5 separate regions of the Mus musculus genome follow, and regions 1, 2, 4 and 5 are each linked to region 3. A link is a contact called in public HiChIP or PLAC-seq and Micro-C data. All regions are on one chromosome and are shown on one strand. Each heading gives the region's core, a stretch centred on a gene start, on an enhancer-like site or on the middle of the called end of the contact. The rest is flanking DNA. Distances are from core to core; before and after follow the strand shown. Region 1 holds the start of Slc38a4 (solute carrier family 38, member 4). Region 2 has its middle 91 kb from the start of Gm32840. Region 3 holds the start of Slc38a1 (solute carrier family 38, member 1). Region 4 has its middle 95 kb from the start of Gm32677. Region 5 has its middle 10 kb from the start of Gm33149.

The links. Hi-C and Micro-C count contacts between places; a contact is called where the count stands out from the background. HiChIP or PLAC-seq counts read pairs in DNA pulled down with a chosen protein or histone mark.
Region 1: a contact with region 3 is called in a Micro-C map of embryonic stem cells, with 3 times the contacts expected there. The contact joins the promoter of Slc38a4 here to the promoter of Slc38a1 in region 3. A contact is called at or near these places in 2 of 39 promoter capture datasets (cranial neural crest and stem cell-derived epiblast-like cells), 3 of 484 Hi-C or Micro-C datasets (embryonic stem cells and trophoblast stem cells) and 4 of 115 datasets of contacts at active chromatin or transcription factors (all in embryonic stem cells).
Region 2: a contact with region 3 is called in an H3K27ac HiChIP or PLAC-seq map of trophoblast stem cells, with 12 read pairs. The contact joins the enhancer-like site here to the promoter of Slc38a1 in region 3. A contact is called at or near these places in 4 of 39 promoter capture datasets (the C10 cell line, frontonasal cranial neural crest, liver and 1 more) and 10 of 115 datasets of contacts at active chromatin or transcription factors (the NIH/3T3 cell line, bone marrow-derived macrophages, cardiomyocytes and 7 more).
Region 4: an H3K4me3 HiChIP or PLAC-seq map of forebrain shows a contact between it and region 3, with 4 times the contacts expected there. The contact joins the enhancer-like site here to the promoter of Slc38a1 in region 3. A contact is called at or near these places in 2 of 39 promoter capture datasets (frontonasal cranial neural crest and liver), 11 of 115 datasets of contacts at active chromatin or transcription factors (the NIH/3T3 cell line, bone marrow-derived macrophages, cardiomyocytes and 8 more) and 1 of 9 other capture datasets (embryonic stem cells).
Region 5: a contact with region 3 is called in an H3K4me3 HiChIP or PLAC-seq map of embryonic basal ganglia, with 4 times the contacts expected there. The contact joins the enhancer-like site here to the promoter of Slc38a1 in region 3. A contact is called at or near these places in 2 of 39 promoter capture datasets (the 3T3-L1 cell line and stem cell-derived epiblast-like cells), 1 of 484 Hi-C or Micro-C datasets (embryonic stem cells), 5 of 115 datasets of contacts at active chromatin or transcription factors (embryonic basal ganglia, embryonic forebrain, embryonic hindbrain and 2 more) and 1 of 9 other capture datasets (embryonic stem cells).

What each region holds. Positions count from the first base shown.
Region 1 is chr15:97,054,545-97,057,244 of GRCm38.p6, forward strand. It overlaps Slc38a4 (solute carrier family 38, member 4), which reads right to left and starts at 1,412. Exons shown (of 16, transcript NM_027052.3): 1 at 1,311-1,412. The region is part of intron 1 of Gm32840 (a long non-coding RNA gene); the gene reads left to right.
Region 2 is chr15:96,952,246-96,954,945 of GRCm38.p6, forward strand. No RefSeq gene overlaps it. Among named protein-coding and RNA genes, the nearest start is that of Gm32840, 91 kb to the right of the region's middle. Within about 2 kb of position 1,351, at least 64 of the 459 cell types and tissues checked have an H3K27ac peak or open chromatin away from gene starts, as enhancers often do. A contact at or near this core is called in embryonic forebrain, embryonic stem cells and trophoblast stem cells, where this site is marked.
Region 3 is chr15:96,641,608-96,644,307 of GRCm38.p6, forward strand. Slc38a1 (solute carrier family 38, member 1) reads right to left here and starts at 1,306. Exons shown (of 16, transcript NM_001166458.1): 1 at 884-1,306.
Region 4 is chr15:96,932,280-96,934,989 of GRCm38.p6, forward strand. No RefSeq gene overlaps it. Among named protein-coding and RNA genes, the nearest start is that of Gm32677, 95 kb to the left of the region's middle. Within about 2 kb of position 1,277, at least 25 of the 459 cell types and tissues checked have an H3K27ac peak or open chromatin away from gene starts, as enhancers often do. A contact at or near this core is called in forebrain, where this site is marked.
Region 5 is chr15:97,151,241-97,153,940 of GRCm38.p6, forward strand. No RefSeq gene overlaps it. Among named protein-coding and RNA genes, the nearest start is that of Gm33149, 10 kb to the right of the region's middle. Within about 2 kb of position 1,446, at least 35 of the 459 cell types and tissues checked have an H3K27ac peak or open chromatin away from gene starts, as enhancers often do. A contact at or near this core is called in embryonic basal ganglia and embryonic forebrain, where this site is marked.

The DNA.
Region 1 (2,700 bases), core at 162-2,661, 410 kb after region 3:
AACCCCAGCCCGATCCCCGCGAGGGTCTCTCCACGGGAACCCCAACCCGATCCCCGCGAGGGTCCCTCCACGGGAACCCCAGCCCGATCCCCGTGAGGGTCCTTCCACGGGAACCCCAGCCCGATCCCCACGAGGGTCCCTCCACGGGAACCCCAGCCCGATCCCCGCGAGGGTCCCTCCACGGGAACCCCAACCCGATCTCCAAGAGGGTCCCTTCACGGGAACCCCAGACCAATCCCCACGAGGGTCCCTCCATGGGAACCCCAGACCGATCCCTCCACGGGAACCTCAGACCGATCCCCACGAGGGTCCGTCCCCAGGAACTGATACCCTGAAGAGCCACCTACGCCTTTTCAGCTGTCTGTCCCTGCTCAGTGCCTCAAGGCAAAAGGAGTTCCTTCTGGTTGACCAAGTTGTCTCCTCCCAACTACTCCACGGTCAGTTTCCCTCTCCTCTGAAGTCCTCCATTCATGCCCGCGACCCCCACCCTACCGCGGGGTTTCGGCGCCTACGAGCTGTTGGGTGTGGCGGATCCCCGATCCCACCATGTGGGAAGCAGTCTCGGCTCTAAATCAAATTCTCACTTTGCTCCAGGCTCTTGGGACTCCTTAGAGTCCCCAAGCCTTAGAGTTCGCACTCCGGGAGCATGCTGATCTGCTCGCCGTAAGGCAATTTAACAACGGGAGCATGCTTACAGTCAGGAAATTCAACTACCAACTATCAAGAGACCAGCGAGTCTATTTTAAACCCTGAACCCGTGTTCCCCCACCACCTCCGGCGGGCGGGGGGTCATAGGCACACTTCCAGCAACTCGGGTAGCACCTAGTGGGCACGATCCCCAAGGGTGAGGAGCCAGATCCTAGGAAGGGTGAGACCCTCTTTATAAGGCAGCTGCTATCGTTCAAGGAGGTCCCACAACAAAAATCTCAGAGCCAATAGACCTCCAGTCGGCAAGCCCACACCAGTCTCTGGAGACGGCCACGCAGGCACAGTTCGAATAGGAGCCTTCAAAAAAAGCCCCTCAAGCTATCCCCTCCGCCTGCCCTGGTTTACTTCACTTCTAGTCACTGAAATAACCCAGTTAGCCTGTAGTTCTAAGGTACAACCAACAAATTTTGACCCTACACAGTTCCGAGACCTGAATGCCCCACGTGCGCTTGTCCCCACGCGCGCGCGGGGGCACACACATACACGCGCGCACACACGCGCAAACATACACACACACACACACACACACACAAGTTAGGATCTAGCCCTAAAATTCCACGCTGAGTCGTTTTTTAAGAGAAAATATACCACATTTAACTCACCCGCCTTTCTGTCTACCCTCTTCGGGTTGGAATCCAATGGATGTGGCGGCAAGGGTTAGACCGGGAGACCCTTCCGTCTTCTCTATTGGCTTCCCAAAGAGTGGAAATTTCCATCCTGTGATAGGGGGCAGCATCTCGATCTCCTTTCTTGAGGACCCTCCCTTCCAGCCTAGCCACCAATAGCAGTGCAGGAACCTGATCTGTCAACAGAAACATCTTTCCAGGTGGAGTCTAGCTGTCCAGCTGTCCTTTTAGAGGGAAGCCTGGAGCCCAGAGAGCAATGGAGGCCCCTCCACCCGCCCTGGGTCTTGTTACCAAAGAGTTTGGTGTGAGTTCATTTTCGACTGTGAAGTTTCTTTATTTGGGGGGATTTTCCTGTGTGCAGGATATATCTACATCGTTAAGTAGGTAAAAGTAGTCAGTGTAGAGTATTCGACAAACAACTTTTTCACGGACTACACAGCTTACTGTCACCACATAACACAAAGCAAACAAATAGAATATGGTGGTCACAGTAAAAATCTCTATGCAATACAAGGGCAACCTTGCCGTCACCCACTTGTGAACCTTTCCTGTAATTCTCTTATGGGGTCCTAGTTTAAATATGATTCTGAGTACAAAGGAAGCTATAATAAACTACATTTTCTGCTCGCTAGGAGGGTCTTAAGGAAAAATATGTATATGGAACCATTTTCTGATAAAACCATTTTCTGACACTAAGCATAGTTCCCGCTTCAAAGAAGGTCCGTGTTTATTTAATAAAAGTTGCCATTCTTTTTTGGCAGAAGGGGTTCACTGGTGGAGAAGTGGCCTCTGAAGATTTAACAGACCCACCAGGGACACAGACAGGGCTTTTGGAACTCTCACGCGCCCAACGTAAATTATGAAGAGCTGCCGGTCTAACTGTCTGTCTTCAGGAAGGACACTTAGCTCTTCCCATTTCATAGCTCCTGTATTAGAACAGTACTAGAACATGGCGGCACTTCAGAAAGAAAACAATGTAACAACAGAAACATCTGCATGCTAATAAGGAACACTCAAAACGTTCCATCAGTGATAGATCTCTCTATGTCTCTTGTCTCTATGTGTGTCTCTGTCTCTGTCTTTCTCTCTTCTCTCTCTCTCTCTCTCTCTCTCTCTCACACACACACACACACACACACACACACACACACACACACACACACCTCAGATTATACAAAACAGTTCAACAGAAGGGTAGCAACAGAAGAATATATAACTTCTACCACAGCATGATTTTGTACCACCCCCCCCCCAAAAGCACAATATATATAAGAAATATTTAGTTTCACGAGAGTAGGTTAGCAATCCTGGTCAAATATGATATATACACCCTTTTGGTTTCTCCTGGCAAGAAGTTCAATTTTGT
Region 2 (2,700 bases), core at 101-2,600, 310 kb after region 3:
GAAGCAGGTGTTTAACTCACAAAGTAAATAAATAACTGCTTGTCTGAGCAATTTCAAAACCACATAAACGCTACTGTTTTATTCATTACATGTCTCCTCCGTGAGAAATTGCCCAGAGCAGAGATTTACCTGAAAATATATGCATCTCCCAAAAAAAAAAAACCAAACAAACAAACAAAAAAAAAACAAAACAAGGAACAAAAAACCTTCATTCTCATAAGATGACCCCGTGTGCATCAAATAAACTGCCCTCTTTGTATGGTTTCTCTCACACCCATGGTGTCCTCCACTATTTAATGGATTTCCAACACAAAATGATGCCTTTTAAATTTAATAGTTAAGGGACACGACTCTTCATAAAAAGCCAAGGAGAGAGGTCACCTGCTGTGCCTGTCTTTCACCCAGGACAGCATTTTCCTTAGTGTAAACACTCGTGAAATCTGCACAAGCCCGGGCATGCCCGCTGAGCTCTGTAGGCTTGTGAAGGCTCCCAGGAGAGCCAGGCATAAAGGCAGATGCAGTAATTTAAAATATCGGTCTGATAAACATTAATGGTTTGGCTTAAGAAGAAAAACTAGCAACCACCTCGTGAGTAGGCTTGTGCTGGGAAAGCCTAGACACAGAAGGTGGCGCAAAACCGGAGCTAACTGGATAATGTTACTTCCAAAGTGGCTGAGCAAGCCCACAGTCCTGCCCTCCTGCTTTTGGTGGACCAGGGAAGTACCACCGAGCCTGCTCCACTCTAGGGCCAGTCCTGACTTCCCTACAGTAGCCAGGCATTCATAGGCTAGGCCACCAGCAAACTACCTAACCTTGAAATGCTCATGGACATTTTGAGACTTCACACAAACCATCCAAGTTGAAATGTCAGGTTTAAAATCAAGCACCCCATCCAGGGCATTTGTAGGAGACATTTGTACGACTGACTGAGGAGACAGTTTGGTGACACCAAGGAAACTTTTGCTTGCAGAGTTCCAAAGCTGGGGAGAGGGGAGGTTTCAGAGGCTCGATTGAGACAAAGGGGAAAGTCATAGTCCCCATAGGATAGATGACTAAACAGGTGCAGTGTGGTGGTGGGGCAGACTAAAGCCCGAAAGAGATCGCTTTCAGCTCTGAGACATTAGCGTGCCAACAGTTTGGACTGAATAGGACTTTAACAGACATAGTCTCAAAAGAGACAAGGCTCCTTTTCTCTAGAGAAGCCTGGAAACCCCAGAGGGTCGGATCGATCAGAGGACAGTGCCGGTGAGGGTGCCCTTGGCTGATGAAGCGCACATAGGGTAGGAGGCAGGAGACTGCCTTAGTAATCACTGAGAATGGACAAGTTACCGAGCGTAGCTGAGCCACCTGCTGGAGATGTCCGGAAGTGCTTGCGGGGGTCAAACGGAGCTGAGGCAGCTGCAAGCCGAGTATCCGTGGAAGACAAAGAACAGGGCGCCAGAACCGCAGCCCTGGGAAAAAATATTTCAGCTCAGTGTTTGTAGAAAGCAGTCAATGAATGTGGACTGAGATTGGGAGGTCCTGAGGCTCCTTGGCATCTTTGGTAAGGCAAGCTGAGCCGTCCTGCATCCACAACTAAATCTGGTGCTCACAGTATGAGGGTGTGTCCTTCAGGGACTTCGGTGACCGACTATTCCAGTTTTAACATTTGTTGGGTGCTAGAGAGGACTCTCCTTGGCTTGGCGTCTCGTGGCGTGGCAGTGCAGGAGCACAAGCACACGGATAACACAGAAACACCGTGGGAGACGGAAGCTACAGCTGCTGCGCCGCCGACTGTCATAACCAGTGCTCGTAATTAGCCCACGCAGGTAGAGCCCTGATGAACAACGGCCACGGGCGAGCTTGCAAAGACGGGCACAGCTCTCTCTCCAGGCCAACTCTACGCTCCTTTGTTTGGCTTTTTCGTTTATCTGTCACCTTTATCTGTCACCTTTGCTTAGTTACAAGTAAAGGATTGCCGAGCTTTGAAACATCATAGGGACTCAGAGGCAGATAAATCTGCGTGCTTGAGCCAACTCCTCAGTGCCACCGCAACCAAAACCCTCTGGTTAGATATGTTTGACTTACAAAGAACATCTTTAATAGCATTATGTAGCATCTAATCTACGAAGGCATTTATTGTAAAACATGCTATAACTTTACTTACAACTAAGACCGAGCCTGCCAATTAAGTTATGTCGCTCTGCCTTCTTGATGGTTAGCATTTTAAATGTGCATTTACTAACAGATCTCTTAAAAACTGACTTAGACTATCCTTAAATGTCCCTTGTACACACATAAACGGAAGTATATAAGCCTAAGCCAGTGGTTTACAACCTTCCTAATACTGAGACCTTTCAACACAGTTCCTCATGTTGTGGTGACCCCAGGCATAATATTTTCATTGCGAAACACAGAGGTTGAGAACCACCGGCTTAAGTTATCTCTGAAACTTTTTCATTCCAAGTCTGACTCTTTAGAGTTGAATTTTAACCTTGAAATATTGGGACATTTCTATATGACACCCTCTCTGTGCATAAGAAACATCACGCTGATTCTTGGCTTCTTTCCTATTTTTATATTCCCATATTTATTTATGTGTGTGGGTAGGTATGCACCATGGTGTGTGTGCAGGGGATCAGAGGGCAATCTACAGGACTTGATTTTTCCCTTTCCACGATGTAAGTCTGGGGATGGAATGAGGCCATTGGGTTTGGTCAT
Region 3 (2,700 bases), core at 56-2,555:
GAGGAAGTAGCCTATCACTGGCTCTTCATTCGGGAGAGAGCCTCCAGAGAGGGAGAGGAAAGTGAGTCACTGCCAGCATCATCCCACTAACCGGAACGGAGACAGGGGCCGAGCCCGTGGAGGTGCAGCCAACGTGCACCTGTTTACCGCGCTGGGGAGCCGGTCTCCGAGGCTCCGCTGCCGGCCAGTCCCAAGATGCAGACTGATTCACTCCTCGGTGTACCTTATGCCCCTTACATCGCATGCTTGGTTCCTAATTCGCGAAAGTGACACCAGATCTGGTGGCACACTCCATCACCATAAAACCAGGTCTACAAAGTAAGGTACTGTACGCCACGGCGGTATCTGGAGTCCCTGCGTTCAGGGAAGGGCACCGGACTCCTGCCTTCTAGAAAGGCGCCGCGACGCTCTGCCCGTGTCCACGAGACATGGAGGCTGTCTGAGTTACCTCCTTCCCTTCCTGTTCAAACTCCCCTTCCCTCCAAGTCGCCGCTCCCTCTGCCCTCCAAAAGCACCTTACCTCGAGAAATAAAGGGAAAGGCGCCACCAAAGTGTCCGCCCTTCCAGGCCGTCCCCGGCAGTTAGATGTCCTTTTTTGTGTCAAGGACTAGCTAGGGAAAGGTGGCCCCAGGTCTGTAAGACTGGGCGGGGAGGATCCGCGTGGCGGGTTTCGGAGGAAGGTAAAAGGCCGGGTTACCGGCGACCTTCAGGAAGAGTGGCGTGGCCACAGCTCTCCTCCTCCTCCTCCTTTTCCACCACCACCTCCTCCTCCTCCTCCTCCTCCTCCTCCTCCTCCTCCTCCTCCTCCTCCTCCTCCTCCTCCTCCTCCCAGGGCTGGTTGCATCAGTTTCCCCCCACCCACACTCTGCCCGCCAGCACTTACATTCACACGCCCGGCGCGGAGGGGCTCCAACCTGACTCATTGGCTCCTGCGAGGCGCGTCGCCCTTTCTCTTCGGCAGTTTGGGGACGGGAGCGCGGCCTTTCAGACCATCATCCCTCCATGCCCGCGCGCCGGCGGAGTTGAGCTGTGTGCGGTAGAGCAGTGCGGGTCACATGCCGCTGGTCGCCGCGCCTTCTTGCTCCTCTTCCCCCCTGGGCTACCAGACCGCAAGGCGACCGCGGCTGGCGGACACCGAGCATCCAGGAAGGGCAGTGCGAGCGGATGCGCGAACAACGCGCTGGTGGTACCCGAGCATACGGAGGCTGCGGGCCTCCCGGCACCTGCCTGCGCCCTCCCGGGGCCTCAGCTGGGGCCACAGCTGCCGCACCCGCACCCTCGGGGTTGGAGGTGGAGCGGCTCACTCGCCCAGGCGGTGGCAGGGGGCCGTCTCTTGGGGTACGCCAGGGCCTCACCGAACGGAGTTGCATTGTGGGAAGGGAGCAGCGTGAGGGTAGCCCCGCGACCCAGGGGCGGTGGTGGACTACGGGACGCGCGGGGACACCTTTGGAAACCTGGACACCTACAGTCCCGCCCCCCCCCCCCCCAGAGCAGCTCTGGGGACCCCTTGGGACTCAGAGTGTGACAATAACCCAAGGGGTCTGCACCAATAGCCCTGCTGCCCCGGCCACGTGACTCTACCCTTGCTGGGCCTGGAAAAAGGAACAGGCTGAAAGCCATATCCGCCTCGGGTTACTTCTCCTGCCCCACTCTTTGTCTGAAGTGCAGCCCCTTAACTGACTGGCTGGCACAGTCGCTTCTCCTTAAAATGGCGACAGGAAATCCCACCTACACACCAGCCAATGAGACCACCACCACCACGGAGTCTGCCGCGTGGAAGCCTGAGTCCCTCTCATCCGGATGGCTCCTGTTTTGGGTCCGGCCGGAGATTCATCAGCCTGACCACTAATAAATTTTAACCAAGAGGATTTTATTCAGACACTGACGCCGAGATGGAATTCCGAATGTAGCACCCAGACACCTCAGCCAAGGGTTTACAAAGGCAAAGAATACAAAGCTTCAATCTGTTCTCTTGCAAGCTTGTTTACAGAAGCAGAACCAGCAGTTAAAAAAAAAACCATAATAATAATAATAATAAAGATTAACCCCTAGTAGCGCTTAACATTTGGAGGTCGAAATTTGCTTTAAGCACAGAGATTTTTAAACATAAAGTTAGCCATCAACATGTTAGCCATCACTGTTCCATCAAAACAAGAAATGGCGGTTGAATCATGATTCAAAAATGACTCTACCTGGAGCCTTTCAAGAGGCTGAGTAATGAATGCTGTTTTGCGGTGCTTACAGATTTTCAGTCTCCTCTGGGAAAGTGGGGGGCCAACCAAGATTTAAGCTTTTTAGTGGCTGGTATTCTTGCTCCCTTCCAATGGCCGTAAATGGTCGTGGTGAGTTAAACACTGGCTTCCAAAGAAACAAGTGGGAGGTGTGTTCTTGAACATGCCTGGAAACCGGAAGGTCACTGCAATCAGAAGGGCAGTTTCTTCCTCAAACACAGCATCTCCCCCCACCCCCCACCCCATTTTTTTTTTGTCCTGTTGCTCCTTCTTTGTGTGAAAAACTTATGTATTATAGTAACACTCTAAGTTTACACCGAAAGTCCATTCTTTTTACCTTTCTTCCTAGAGGAAGTCAAAATTTACGATTTTGTTACGATTATGACTGAATAAGTTACCCTGAATAGGTATATGGGCCAGTAGCAGACTCAATTAACCTGGACTAACCCCCCCCCGCCCCCGCCCCCGC
Region 4 (2,710 bases), core at 27-2,526, 290 kb after region 3:
CTCCTGTCTTGCCTGACAGTCATTAAAGAGGAGTTTTACAACGGCTCAGCAGCCGGAGTGCTGTGCCTGTCTGGGATTTTCCATCAGCTCGAGTTTAGATTTATCTGCAGACTTCCTTTCTTCTTTGATTCTCTGTGGGACACTCCAGTTAGAGCAGGCTGAACTCAGCCACTCTGGACCAGAAGGCAGCCTCAGATCACACGGCTGCTTACATAGGACGGCTTCTCATCAGACAAAAGGACAAACCGCCCAACTTCAGGTTGGCTTACTTGTTGTTTTTTTGTGTGATGCGCTGAATTTGGTGAGAGGAATTAAATCATTCTTAATGATTAAAGTTTATTAGGCCATGGACACTGAACTCTCAGCGTTCTCTTGGCCAGTCTTGTAGACATCGTTCCTTCAAGACTGAGATGACACCAGCCTGCCAAGGGTTAGTGTAACTGCAGGGAAGAGAGAGCACCCCTCTCTCAGGAGGAAAACACTCAGCAATGGATTTCACTTCCCCACGCCCTCAGTTTATTAGATCTTACGGGAAATTCCACGTGGTATGTCCTTTGTATGAAGTTACTGAATGCAGGCATTTCACATGGAGGAAATGCTATACACCGAGAAGGGACTTCAGAGAGAAACAGTCAAGTGAGAGAGTGTTTCACGACGTTACAAAAGGCTCTTCAGTGAGTCAGGTCCAGCGCTTTTAAAAAGAACGTGTGAAGTGAGGAACATAGGCCTGTTTCTTGAGTAATGACTTCAGGTAAATGGGCAAAACACAGCCAAATACATACTCCCAGTCCTAGGCAGAGCCTGGAGAATCTGCTAATCCACAGGCACGGTGTCCAAGCGCCTGGAGGCACACTTCTGCTCTTCTGGGATGCCAAACTGGATCTTCGCTCTCAGGAAGATTTTGTTTGGTTTTATTTTTATATTTCTTGACCACCTTTGGCTGTCTGACAGGAGGCTCTTTGGATAACACCTCTATTCATGAGAAAAACCATGCTCGATCTTTTCTTTGTTTGTTTATGTTTTGTTTGACCTAGCATTTGCCAGAAAGTCAGGGGTCATATACCGTCTATTGGAGGAGACCAATTTAACTAATAGGGTTTCACTGTGAATTGAGTGTTCTGAGGAAATGTTTGGGAACTGAGATTATAAACAGGAGTTCTGTGTTCAGGGTCCCTGGAGAAATACAAACAGCTCCTGCTCACTGGACACTTTGTGCTTCAGGAGCAGCCAGAGGCAGTAGAAGAGGGAGGGACAGCCACCAACTGTGTCTAAATTGGGCTAGTGTTTACACCAATCCAATTGTGTCGTAGAATTTTTACCACGATCTATGCAAGCTGTTCTCTAGGACAGAGGATGAACTCATCAAATTAACATATCTGTGGGTGGTGGAAGGCAATCCAGAGCTGGCTTTCATATTTCTTTGCCAACCCAGGGGCTTGGTGTGGAAAGGAGGCTGTGAGAGGCTCGCAAGAGCTGGTTCCTAATTGGAGAACCCTTTCCCCTGAGCTGGTGGCCCTTGAGGACTTTTAAAAACTGTTGTTATTAGGACCTTCTATTTTGAATGAGCAGGCTAACCAAGCCAGACTGGCAGTGTCTCTTGTTCATGTAAGAAAATGCATGGGTTAGAAAAGTTGGAACACAGTTTTTTCATGAAGAGGCTTTGTTTTCTACATTTCTGTTACTTATATGTGTGCACATTCTATCCATTAATCTATCTATCTACTAATATATCTATTTATCTGTCACTCAACTATCTATCATCTATCAATCATCTATCTATATCTATCTATCCTCTATCTATCTTCTATCTAACCTCTATCTACATATCATCTATTTATCTATTTATCTATCATCTATCTATCTATCTATCAGCTGTTATCATCTACTGTGTCTCACACCTAAAGAGATCAAGGCATTTTTTTTTTTTTAGAGAGAAAGCACCCTACCTTTTATCTGTGTGTCCAAGAAGTGAGGATAAGAAGTCATTTCCTTGGCCTCTTGTCTTCATAAACCCTTTCCTTCATTCTTTCCTCTTTACTTCCCTAGTTACTCTTAATATGAATAAGAAATATTCAAATGCTCTCACTAAATCCATCTCCTCCCAGAGGGACTTCCCAGGAAGCACACACCATTGGTGGCTTCCTACACACCTGTGCCTGTGTGCATTCTGCACACCTGTACCTGTGTGGCTTCCTGCACACCTGTGTCTGTGTGGCTTCCTGCACACCTGTACCTGTGTGGCTTCCTGCACACCTGTGCCTCTGTGGCTTCCTGCACACCTGTGCCTCTGTAGCTTCCTGCACACCTGTGCCTCCGTGGCTTCCTGTGCCTCTGTGTCTGTGTGGCTTCCTGCACACCTGTGTCTGTGTGGCTTCCTGCACACCTGTGCCTCTGTGGCTTCCTGCACACCTGTGCCTCTGTGGCTTCCTGCACACCTGTGCCTCCGTGGCTTCCTGTGCCTCTGTGTCTGTGTGGCTTCCTGCACACCTGTGTCTGTGTGGCTTCCTGCACACCTGTGCCTCTGTGGCTTCCTGCACACCTGTGCCTCTGTGGCTTCCTGCACACCTGTGTCCGTGTGGCTTCTTGCACACCTGTGCCTCTGTGGCTTCCTGCACACCTGTGCCTCTGTGGCTTCCTGCACACCTGTGCCTCTGTGGCTTCCTGCACACCTGTGCCTGTGTGGCTTCTTGCACACCTGTGCCTCTGTGGC
Region 5 (2,700 bases), core at 196-2,695, 510 kb after region 3:
TGCAGGGAGCAGAATCCTAGTCAACTGCAAGAGCAGCCAGTGCTCTTACCTGCTGAGCCATCCCTCCAGCCCCACACCTACGGGTTCTTGACAGGTGCGCTTGAGGGTGACTTTCTAAGTCATCCTTGAATCCTGAACAGGATCCTAATTGGACACGTTATCCAACAATCTGCAGATGGCACCTTATCTGTCCTGGCCTCCAACGGTCTGTCCCATGAGTCTTGCTGAGAGGTGAGAGAGCAACTGGAACACACCCTTCCCCTCCGAACATTCCGCCAGCCAACTGCTTCTGAGTCAGCACATTCAAGAGGTCCTTGCAGTCCTGGATTGTGAGCTCTGGTTTAGCCTATTAAGGACTGTCTTACTTGGCTACTTTGTGACGTCAGCCTTTGACACTCAGTTACCCATTTTGGGGTGCACCATTGGAAAATACAGTCTCATAATTACTTCAGTATTTACATTCTTCAGCGATGAACCACAGCAGTTGAATAATGCTGTTTAAGAATTAATGTTGGTAGGTAAAAATGACAGAGCACCGTGAAGAGACCCAGTGATTTGGAAAACAATTTTCAGGAATCCCCTTGTGCGTGATGACTGGGATGTGGGAGGGTGGGTGGGATAGGGGGTGAGATGAAACAGACAAGCAAAGTAGCTATTGGGTGCTCTGGGCTGCCATGCACTCCCGGAATTTTCCACTAGGTAGTAGGTATTCAGGTCACATAGACAGTGAGATTTCCTGCAGCGTCGGTACAGATAAAAAGGCTGTGCGGCTTGGTAATAATCGTGCTCCATTTAGGCAAGGCACAGAATGGTGCATTTTTACAGCGATTGTCTCCGAAGTGGTGAGAGATGCTTCCCGGCGCAGGTTTTAAGTATGGATTCATTAGTGCCCCGAGAACAACAGGAGGCATCCTGAAATGCATCTTAATGAGAAACGAGGACTGACAGCTCATTCTGAGACCACTTTAAAGCTGTTGCACGGTGGTTGTTTCTTGGTTGAATTTAGAAATAAATAAAACCTTCTTTCCCCCAATATTTTGTCTTCATTTTCTAGGAGTGGCGCTTTCGGACACTCATAACATACACTAAATATCCATCGTGTCTATCACTGATTGCTGGGCTAAAAGAGCAGCCCTCCCTTCCCTTAGAATAAGCTGAGGAGGGATTCATGCAATCCCAGTCTAATGTGTGTGGAGCGGAGGTGAACGATTGTGTCCTATCCGTGGGATGTCTGTGGTTCTTAGGCTCCTGAGCATCCGCACTGTCTAGCCATTTGTAGTTTGTCTGCTGAGTGAGCTCTTAAGCCTTTTAGGAGATACTCTCCTCACTGTGGAATGCTGTGTTTGTAGAAAGCATTTTTCTTTCACTCACTGCACATCAGCAGAACTGCCTCTGAGCTACGCAGGCAGACATACTGGGACAAGCGCAAACAGGGCTGGCTGGTGCAGCGTGGGGCCAGCCTTCGTCAGAGAAGCACATGACCAAAGGATGGAGCCACTAAGGAACTGCAGTCTCTTCCCTGACAAATAAGATAGAGGATCGATTGAGTCCAGTGGAAGCCTGATAAGCTACACCACCCTTCCTGGAAAAGGTCTTTGCAAAAATAAACAAAACAAACGGAACAAAACATGTCATTAAAAATTTTATGTAAATTTCAGAAAGCACGAGTTGGCGCAAATCTCAAACAGTTTTTTTTCTCCATCTTGCTTTGTTTGGTTTTGGGGTTTGGGGGGTTGTTGTTGTTGTTCTGTTTGCTGTTGTTTTCGTGTATTTCTCTTTGTGAGAGAAAGATGGGTCTTGGCAGCCTTAGAAGAGGCTCTAAAACAACAGGAGAGGGTTGGGCTGGGGCACAAATGGTGGAGCACTTTCCCACCATGGGTAAGACCTCAAGTTCAACTCCAGCCATGCAGGAAAGGGAAGGGAGGGCGGGATGCCAAACGGGAGAAATGGCTCTGCAACTGGATCTTCACTTTCCTCCACCCACTTCTATCAGGAACTCCATTCCCTTTGGCTGACAGTACTCGGGGCTCAGAAACCCAAGTGCAGAGGGAGCCTAGCAAGCCTAGGAAGAAAAACGACTGCAAGGCAGAGCTAGGTGGAGTCCCCTGCTGAAGCAAAGCCTGCGGGGCTCAGGGTATGTGAGCTGGGATGTCCACGTGACTGACACACACGGTCAAGATGTATCCTCTGGGATCTGGGTGGAGGTTATCATGCCCAGGGGCTTGAGTGGTAGAAGCTACAGTCTGCAGACTAATATGGTGCGTGCATGCACACTGGGAAGGCTGGGCGCCCAGGTGCACCCACGGTCTCTAGATGACAGCTGCCCGTTGCCCTGCCAGTACTAATCTTAGTGACCTGTGGGGTGGCGCCACTCTTTGGGGGGTTTTTGGTCTTTATGTAGTCAAGCTAAGAATCTTTTCCTTTCTAAATCTTGGCTCCTCCGTGGCAGTACATTTCACCTTCAGGTAATTAATCTCTTTGCTCTAGGATCTTAGCACCAACCGTGAGGAATAACCATAGAGCCTCTCCAGTGCTGCTGCTGCTTGGGTGTGCACCTCACAAGACATCCCAGATTGCCACCATTGAGGCTTGCTTTCCACAGAGCCCTGGCATGAATATAAGACCTTCATTACATCACCCCAGTGGCCTTCCATCCAATCTCCAGTAAGACAGTCTGCTTGCTACCTGAGACCGTTTTGG